Regions from separate parts of the Ovis aries genome. Here all the other regions are linked to region 1. A link is a contact called in public Hi-C data. All regions are on one chromosome and are shown on one strand. Each heading gives the region's core, a stretch centred on a gene start, on an enhancer-like site or on the middle of the called end of the contact. The rest is flanking DNA. Distances are from core to core; before and after follow the strand shown.

Evidence for each region. A called contact is a pair of places that touch in the nucleus more often than the background predicts.
Region 2: a Hi-C map of tail adipose tissue shows a contact between it and region 1, with 7 times the contacts expected there. The contact joins two enhancer-like sites. A contact is called at or near these places in 3 of 16 Hi-C or Micro-C datasets (liver, mixed tissues and tail adipose tissue).
Region 3: a contact with region 1 is called in a Hi-C map of liver, with 3 times the contacts expected there. The contact joins two enhancer-like sites. A contact is called at or near these places in 10 of 16 Hi-C or Micro-C datasets (blood, hypothalamus, liver and 4 more).

The regions. Positions count from the first base shown.
Region 1 is chr24:10,174,469-10,177,340 of ARS-UI_Ramb_v3.0, forward strand. It overlaps CLEC16A (C-type lectin domain containing 16A), which reads left to right. Exons shown (of 22, transcript XM_060405630.1): 5 at 2,574-2,679. Among named protein-coding and RNA genes, the nearest start is that of CLEC16A, 32 kb to the left of the region's middle. Within about 2 kb of position 1,378, at least 6 of the 54 cell types and tissues checked have an H3K27ac peak or open chromatin away from gene starts, as enhancers often do. A contact at or near this core is called in liver, where this site is marked.
Region 2 is chr24:10,548,210-10,551,081 of ARS-UI_Ramb_v3.0, forward strand. It overlaps LOC105604659, which reads right to left. Exons shown (of 70, transcript XM_060405888.1): 70 at 1,178-1,860. The coding sequence ends at 1,856. Among named protein-coding and RNA genes, the nearest start is that of RMI2, 39 kb to the left of the region's middle. Within about 2 kb of position 1,497, at least 8 of the 54 cell types and tissues checked have an H3K27ac peak or open chromatin away from gene starts, as enhancers often do.
Region 3 is chr24:10,517,349-10,520,220 of ARS-UI_Ramb_v3.0, forward strand. No RefSeq gene overlaps it. Among named protein-coding and RNA genes, the nearest start is that of RMI2, 8.0 kb to the left of the region's middle. Within about 2 kb of position 1,358, at least 11 of the 54 cell types and tissues checked have an H3K27ac peak or open chromatin away from gene starts, as enhancers often do. A contact at or near this core is called in liver, where this site is marked.

The DNA.
Region 1 (2,872 bases), core at 128-2,627:
TCATGGTCTCAGGATGGCTGCAGAAGCTCCAGACACCACATACTCACTTGCCGCTGCTGAAAAGCCTGGTGACATCACATCCTTTCTTGTGCCCCTTTCTAACTTTCCCCAAAACTTCTTTCCCAGAAGCCTCCCAGCAGACTTCCTTTCCCGTCTTGCTGGTCAGAATTCTGTCACATTTCCCTCACAGTGTGTCTGGTGTTGGGGAATGGCCTGGCAGGACAGTTCTGGCTCAGTCTCTCACAAGGCTGCAGTCATCCGAAGGCTGGATTAGGGGGATCTGCTTCCAGGGTGGCTCGTCCACATGGCTGACCATTCAGTGCTGGCTGTTGCTGGGAGGCCTCGGTTACATAGTCCCCTCCAGGGAGTTGCTTGGGCATCCTCCTGGTGTGGCAGTTGGCTTCCCATAGAGTAAATGACTCCAAGACATCAAGGCAAGCTGTAATGCCTTTCCTGACGGGGCCTCAGAAGCCACACACCGTCTCTTCCATTGTCTTCTTTAGGCTGCCCAGGCCAGCCCTGACTCAGTGTGGAAGGAGGCCAGCTGCCACACAGCCATGTGCTGTTTGTCCGGCAAGTGTCCTCTGATTGGTGGTCACATATGCTGCACAGCCTGTACTTGAAGTCAGACCACGGTCCCAGACATTTCCTCTGGCAAAATCCACCCAGCTGTGTTCGTAGGATGTGGCAACAGCCTCCTGCACTTTGCTTTTTTTTTTGGTCTAGATTTATAGTGAGCAAAAACTGGCCTCTTGCTCACATATTGTTCCTGAAAACACTTTCGTTGAAACTCAACATCCACACGGTCCATTTCTTTTACAAGGGAAGGCCGCTCTTCCCTTTTACAAAAGGAAGGAATACTAGCTGCCAGCCACAAGGTGTGGGATGGTTTAGAAGATTAACATTGTGTGGCCCAGTGCCTGGAACACAGCAGGTGCTCACTGAATGTGTCCAGAGACCAGAGGGGTGCTGTTTGCATTCTCCCAGAGGCTATCTTGGGCAGAAGGAAACCCACCTGTGAAGTTTAGACCAGAGAGGGGGCAGGTTCTTCCCCAGCTCAGGTGCAGCTGGGCTTCTGTGTACCTGCTGGTGGGGGTGGGGGGACGGGGAGGGCAGGGTGCAGGGATTCTGGGGTCGTAGTGATGCTTCTGGAAGAATATCCAGCTGATCCCAGAGGAGTCATAGGAGCCTGATCTTTGAGGTGGACTTGGTTTCTGTTTCTGTGGGCTGGTGCAGTAGCTGTCACCTGTTAGGTGCACACCTGTGTCTAGCGCTCAGAATCACGTTGCCCTTATTAGACAGGTGTCACCCCGCTGAAGGTCGCTGGTTCCGTTTTCCCTGCCTGGGGGTGCCCTCCAGTCTGATTGGGTGCCATGCGAAACGCTGCCCAGAAGAGGGCAGCAGAGCACATCATTTCATGCTCCAGCCCGGATCCTGTGTGCCTTTTTCTTAATTAAGGCTCCACTTCTCTGGTTCTGAATGGTTTTGATCTGTTCTCTGGTTTTGATCTGTTCTGATAACCCCTTTTTAATGGCAGAAGATTCCCGAGATCCTTCTCTTCCACAGTAATGTTTACACTTTCATTGTTTCCAAATAGAGATATATATTAGCTAAAAGAGGGTCTTGGAGAAGGAAATGGCAGCCCACTCCAGTATTCTTGCCTAGGGAATCCCAGGGACAGAGGAGTCTGGTGGGCTGCCATCTATGGGGTCACACAGAGTTGGACATGACTGAAGCGACTTAGCAGCAGTAGCAGCAAAAGAGGGTCTAAATGTAGTCAGACTTCGAATTTGCCTTTTATTAGTTGAAGCAGCATCTAATAACTACATCTGAATTATCACTGAGTGCTCCTTAGGTATCAGGCACCAGGGTACGCACTGTACCTGAAATAATCTCATTTAATCTTAGCAACCATGAAGTGGGAATTATTATCCTCACTTTACAGATGTAGAAATGGAGGCTTAGAGACACTTCATCACACAGCTAGGGCTGGAGGAACAGATCCTGAACCTGGGCCTGGCGTTGTCTGGACCCACTTCTGTTTCTTCCGTGGTCTCACCGTCCCACCCCTCCACACACTCCCCACAGGGAGTGAACCACCGGCTTCAGGTTCACATGGGCGCTCTGTGTGTGTGTGGTGTGTGTGTGTGTGTGTGTGTGTGTCTTTTATGAACTCTCTGGTAGGATTCCTTGGTGGCTTAGCTGGTAAAGTATCTGCCTGTAATGCAGGTGACCCCGGTTTGATTCCTGGCTCGGGAAGATCCACTGGAGAAAGAATAGGCTACCCACTCCAGTATTCTTGGGCTTCCCTAGTGGCTCAGCTGGTAAAGAATCTGCCTGCAATGCGGGAGAACCTGGGTTCGATTCCTGGGTTTTGAAGATCCCCTGGAGACGCAAAAGGCTACCTACTCCAGTATTCTGGCCAGGAGAGCTCCATGGACTGTATAGTCCATGGGATCATAAAGAGCCGGACACAACTGAGCGACTTTCACTGATAGGGTTCAGAACCCCGGGGCAGGGGCAGGCATGTTTTACGGGTGTGTAACTCATTTTGGGTACTTCTTGTCTTTTAGCACACTAATGACTTCGCCCTGTATACAGAAGCCATCAAATTTTTCAACCACCCTGAGAGCATGGTCAGAATTGCTGTAAGAACCATAACTTTAAATGTCTATAAAGGTAAGTTCCCCTGTGAGCTTGCACCTTGTCGGGTTTCTAGCTTGACAGCAGGTACTTGCTCTCATGAGTCTATAAAGTTCTGTGGTGGTAACAGGGAGTTCATGTGTTATGGCTGGGGTCACCTGTCTCATGAAAGGCTGCTGCCGTGGGCCATTTAGCCACCCCGTTACATAAATCCCTGTGCCTCTGCCTT
Region 2 (2,872 bases), core at 247-2,746, 370 kb after region 1:
TAGCCACTGGACCACTGGGGAAGTCCCTGTTTTGATGCCTATTAGAAAAAAATGAACAAGCATTCCACATTATGGTTTGGGATACAGCTGAAGTTCATTTAACTCTTTTGTAAAGATCAGACTACAGGCACACCTTGGTGATGTCTGGGTTCAGTTCCAGACCACTGACATAAAGTGAGTCACAGGAACATTTTGGCTTTCCACTGCTTATAATAGTTATGTTTATACTGTAGTCTATTGAGCGTGCAATACCATTGTTTCTAAAAAAAAAAAAAGCATGTACATATCTTAATTATTGCTAAAAAACGCTAGTTGTAGTAGTAACATCACAGATTACCGTAACACATACAATAATCATGGAAAAGTCTGAAATATTATGAGAATTACCAAAATGTGACACAGAGACACCAAATGAGCGATGCTCTGAGGAAAATGGCACTGACAGATTTCCTCAACACGGGGCTGCTGCAAACCTTCCATCCGTAAAATGTAAACAACCCCTCCAAGCCCCCAAAATGCAGTGTCTGCAAATGGCAAAGACATGAGGTATGCCTATAGACTGTCCAAGGCCACCGTGAAGTGGAAGGCAAATGGTTGTGGTGGGGCAGACGGGCCCAGATCAGCGCCAGCCTGGCCACCTGCTAGTCGTGTGACCTTGAGCACGTGCCCTGGGCTCTCTGAGCCTGCTGCCGCTGCTGCTTCTGGCACTCAGGGATCGTCCACACCTCACTGGGTTATTATAAAGTCAGAGGGAAGAGCAAACGTGTTTTGAAGAGCAGAGCTTGGGCTCTGGAGTCTTCTGGTTGTAATACCCATGGCAACACAGCACCACCTCCAGAGTGTGGGAATGAGCAGGACCACATCCCCCATTTGCATCCCCTGCTGGAAAGTCTAAAACCCTCTTGAGTTCCTCTTTCTAAACTTCTCTGAGCACCTGCTATGTGCCAAGGATTACATGTGGGGAGGCCAAGGACAGCTGAGCACTGGCATCTGGCTTTCTGGTAGCCCCGAGCCTCAGGGCTGACAGCTCACCCACTGCTCTGGACTCTTGATTCGGTGTAGAGGGTGTCTTGGGAGCCCCCTACTGGTGAGCGGGTTTCACAGCCACCCACGCCTCCCCGGTCCACCCCATCCCTCCAGTGAAACAGCCAACTCCACCAATCTAACACACGTGTGCTTGGATTCTGCTAGCTTTAATTTTTCAAGGGCAACGCCTTCCCCCAAAGGAAGTGAACAACTCTGCAGGCTGTACCCTTGGGGGCTGAATGCCCAGAGCACAGGTCCGTGGAAACCGGTCCCCCGGAACATTCAGCCTTGGAAACAGGATCTATGCCAAGAGGGAAGCCCCCAACCAGGCTTTGATTAAGGGATTTGGGACCATCCGTTACCCTCAAGGAACCTCATGCCTCAGGGGAAGCCAATCCCAAGCTAGGAAGACCTGGGGCAGCCTGACTCATGCAGCAGAGGCTTCAGAAACGGCAGCCAGACGAGTGAAGAAATATCGCAGGCGAGAACAGTTCCGAAGCGGCATTCCCTCTCCAGAGCGGAACCGGCGGGCCAGGCTGTCTCCTGGATCACAGGGCAGGTGTTGAGGGGGACGGAGAATTATCCAGACCAGTGAGGGCTCCGTCGCCCCCGGAGGCATTTCAAAATCACTAACAGCCCTTCTTTCCTGGATCCATCTCAGTCCTGATCTTCTCTGACTTGCTGGTATTTTGTGCTCATCATTCTGCCCCAGACAAGAATCTTGACCTTGCTGGATGAGATGGGATTGTAGCTGGATGAGATGGGATTGTGGCAGAAGGAGAGGAAGTCTCAGATCTTTGGCAAGCCTGGTGCTGGCTCAGGCAGAATCTCAAACTGCGGAGAAAAGGGGAGAGAAGTATAATGCTTTGTGGACCCAGAGGACAGGGAACTCCCTGTTTCCTGGAATCAAGCTGGGGGCTCTTGTTACAGCCCCTGGCACACCACAGGCCCAGCAGGGTCAGGCCTCAAGTGGCCCCCATTAAAAGGGTATCTCCCCCTTTTAATGAGGAGATTGTTCCCAGCCTGGGAGAGGACTGGACCCCAGCACCTGATACTTTGGGAGTACAGATGATGTACCCAAAGGTGGTGGGTAAGTGGGTAAAAGAATCTGCCTGCAATGCAGGAGATGCAGGTTTGATCCCTGGGTCAGGAAGATCTCCTGGAGAAGGGAACCCACTTCAGTGTTCTTGCCTAAAGAATCCCATGGACAGGGGAGCCTGGTGGGCTACAGTTCAGGGGGTCGCAGAGAGTCAGACACGACTAAGCTATCTAGTCAGTTGGTGAAGGGGGAGTTCAGGAGCTGAATCCTGATGGAGAGAGGGTATCCAGGTCATGAAAGCAGTAGGGATATTCAGATGTTTCTGGAACACTCAGTGACCTCTGGATGACTTCTCTGCACTTTTAGAAAGAGCCACAGCCTTACCCCTGGGATCTCCAGTTCACTCTGAAGCAAGGACCTCTTTAATTTAGGAGTCACAGACCCAGGCAGATCCTCTGCACCTCTCTGAGCAAGACGCCATCAGCAGGTTTGTAAATTTTTAAAAAAATATTTATTAATTTTGACTGTGCTGGGTCTTAGCTGCAGCACACTGGATCTGTGATCTTGGTTGTGGCACACGGGATCTTTAGTTGCAGCATGCAGGATCTAGCTTCCTGGCCAGGGATTGAGTCCGGGCCCCTCTGCATTGGGAATGCAGAGTCTTAGCCTCTGGACCACTGGGGAAGTTCTAGCAGGTGAGTTTCAATCTCTGTTTCTTTCTTTTTCTGGTCTCTGTGTGATGGGCTCATCAATATAATACGAATTAAAAGCAGAGACAAGAGTGCCTGTCTCCTTGCCAACCTGCTC
Region 3 (2,872 bases), core at 108-2,607, 340 kb after region 1:
CCCCTCAGCAGTGTGTGGAGCTCAGTCGTGTCCAACTCTTTTGTGACCCCAACTGCAGCCTGCCAGGTTCCTCTGTCCATGGGATTTTCCAGGCAAGAATGCTAGAGTGGGTTGCCATTTCCTTCTCCAGGAGAACTTCCTGAGCCAGGGATCAAACCCAGGGCTCCTGCATTGGCAGGCAGATTCTTTATCACTGAGCCACCTGGGAAGCCCATATATATTTACATAAATACACACATATGCATATGCATAAGTATATATGTAATCACACACATATATATTTGGCTGTGCGGGCTCTTCGTGGCGGACTGAGAACTTTCTCCAGTTGCAGGGTGCAGGCTCTTTAGTTGTTGCACATGGGCTTAGCTGCCCCACAACATGTGGAATCTGTTCCCCAGCGCGGATCGAACCCACGTCCCCTGCATTGGAAGGCAGATTCTTAACCACTGGACCCCGAGGGAAGTCCCTGGATATACTATATTTTTTAACTCTAGCATTTTCTTTTAAAGGTGGGGAAATTGGAAAACGCATATTGTTTTTCCTGCCAGTCTGGGTTTTGTTGCCTGTCTGAAGTTTGTTTCGAGTCAGTTTATGTTCAGAGTTTGGTCAATGTTGCTGAGCTTCATCGGGACCTCTGCAGCCCTGTAGACCTGAATGTGAACACTTCATCTGTCCCACCTACTCTGTGCTTTAGTTTCCTCATCTATAAAATGCAGATTATACTGAGCTCTCAGCACTGGTGTGAGGAATAAGTGAGGAAGTGTGTAAATCACTTTTACATGTGCCTGGTACTTGGTAGGCCCCAAATGATTATTGCTGGTAATAAGTTCATACTCAAATCCTTCAGTTGCCTCTTAAAAATATATATATGTATGTATATATGTATATATTTTAGAATAGTTTTAGGTCCACAGAAAAATTTCAAAGACAGTGCAAAGAGTTCCCATTTACCTGTGCCCAGTCTCCCCTATTATTAACATCAACACAAATATGACACATTAGTTTCAATTAGTGACCCAACACTGAGATGTTATTAACCACATTCTACCCTTTATTCAGATTTCCTTAGTGTTTTTTCCAATGTCCTCTTCCTGTTCTTGGAGCCCGTCCAGGACACCCTATGACAGAGTCAGCATGTTTCGCTAGGCTCCCCCTGGCTGGGAAAGAGTTGACCATTTGCTTTTGATTACACTGACATTGCATTCTGATGTTGTCCACGCCATCTCTATCCTAAGATTCTTGGGCCAACTGTTTGTTCCACAATTAGCCTGGATTTCCCGATAGTAACCCTGGAGCTGGTTGTACGGTAGCCTCCCTAAGCCCTTAAACTGAAGTCTGCCTTGCTGAGGTCAGGCTCTTCTATCTGAAGCCGGCTCTTCTGCTCCAAGACCAACCCAGGCTGCTAAGAACCATATCCTGCCTGCTCCGTCCTCACCTAACTTCTGGTAACAAACGCCTGAATGAAAAATCGCTGATTGGGCCAATAGGGCCGCCTGGCAGTGAACTACCTTAAGAGTGTGGGAGGTGGGGAGACGAGGGTGCCCATGTCTTTCCGACAAGTCCCTGCAGACGCCGATGGCTCCCCAGGGGCTCGGAGCTGGCCCTGGGCCCTCTCGGCGTCTTAGCTGTTAGCTGAGCTCTTGCGGTCTGCCAGAATATTAAGAACTCTCACTGTTTCGCCTCCTGTTTCCTCCTTGACATCACCAGATGAAGACGCATCTCGGTTGGGGGTTTTAGTTTTCTGATGCCAAATCAAAGTTGGTTTATCAGCAAGCTCCCCTCACCAGACAAGGGCAGGCTGTGTGCTCCGGCTGCAAAGCTTCCCTTTTGAAATTGGCTCTTTTCTAAGAACTGAAAATAAGCACCCTGGGCTGTGACTTCACTTTTCTTGGAACTGCTTTACATTAGAAGAAAAAAAGAAGAGAGAGAGAGAAGAAAAAAAAAAAAAAACCCAGCTCATTTAGCTGGTTTTGGATCACTGAGTTCCCTAAATCTTTCTGTTGCATATTCTTGTAAAGCTGTAGTTTTACCACAAAATTCTTATGCATCAGGTGAAGCAGGAAGAAGGAAAGACCACAAGAAAAAAGTCAAGCATTTTGTCTCGTGGCCTGCTGTATGTGATTTAATGGTGAGGAGGAAAAGAATCCGGAGGACACGCCATGGACAGAATCGCCTTCCAACCTCGGGGATCGAGCCGTGACTGCGAGGCCCTGAGAAATGTTGGTCACCAAATGGACTAATGGACTAAGCCACAGGCCAGGCTCACTCAGCAGCTGCCCCTGTGTGTCACGTCAAGAGGGAAACACGCACCTTCGGCCACAGTGACCTACATTTAGCAGACATCTTGGAGCCAGTGCAAAGGACCACTTTTGGGGGTCCCTGCCTGCTGAGGCAGAGAGGGGCTTAGCCACACCTGGGCAGTCCCGGCCCTGCCCTCGGGTGTCCGACTTTGGGCTTGGAGACCAGTCTGTAGAGTGAATGAGACCCAAGAAGATCATGGGAACCCAAATAGAAGCCCTTTCCCCTCACAGATCTACAGACAGGCACAGAAATTGCTCCAAAAGGTCTGTCAGTATCTCTGTCCCCATCGAAGGGGCCTCCAGTGATGTGACTGTGTCTTAGGTATCCGTCTGTCCATGCACAACACACACGGGCAGTCAGTGCGTGTTCCATGAAAGGCTGGTTTTTCAGGTAGGAAGACGGAGGAAATAGACATGCAAAGACACCGTGTTCTGAATTGACACTCAGCCCTCAAGAGCTCCCCACACGCAAGGAGCCCCCTTGCAGGCTGCCTCTTGAATCAAACCGGCTCGGGTAATTTATAATCAGCCCGAGGGCATGGGCCAGAACGTAGGAGAGCCTACTGAAGTAC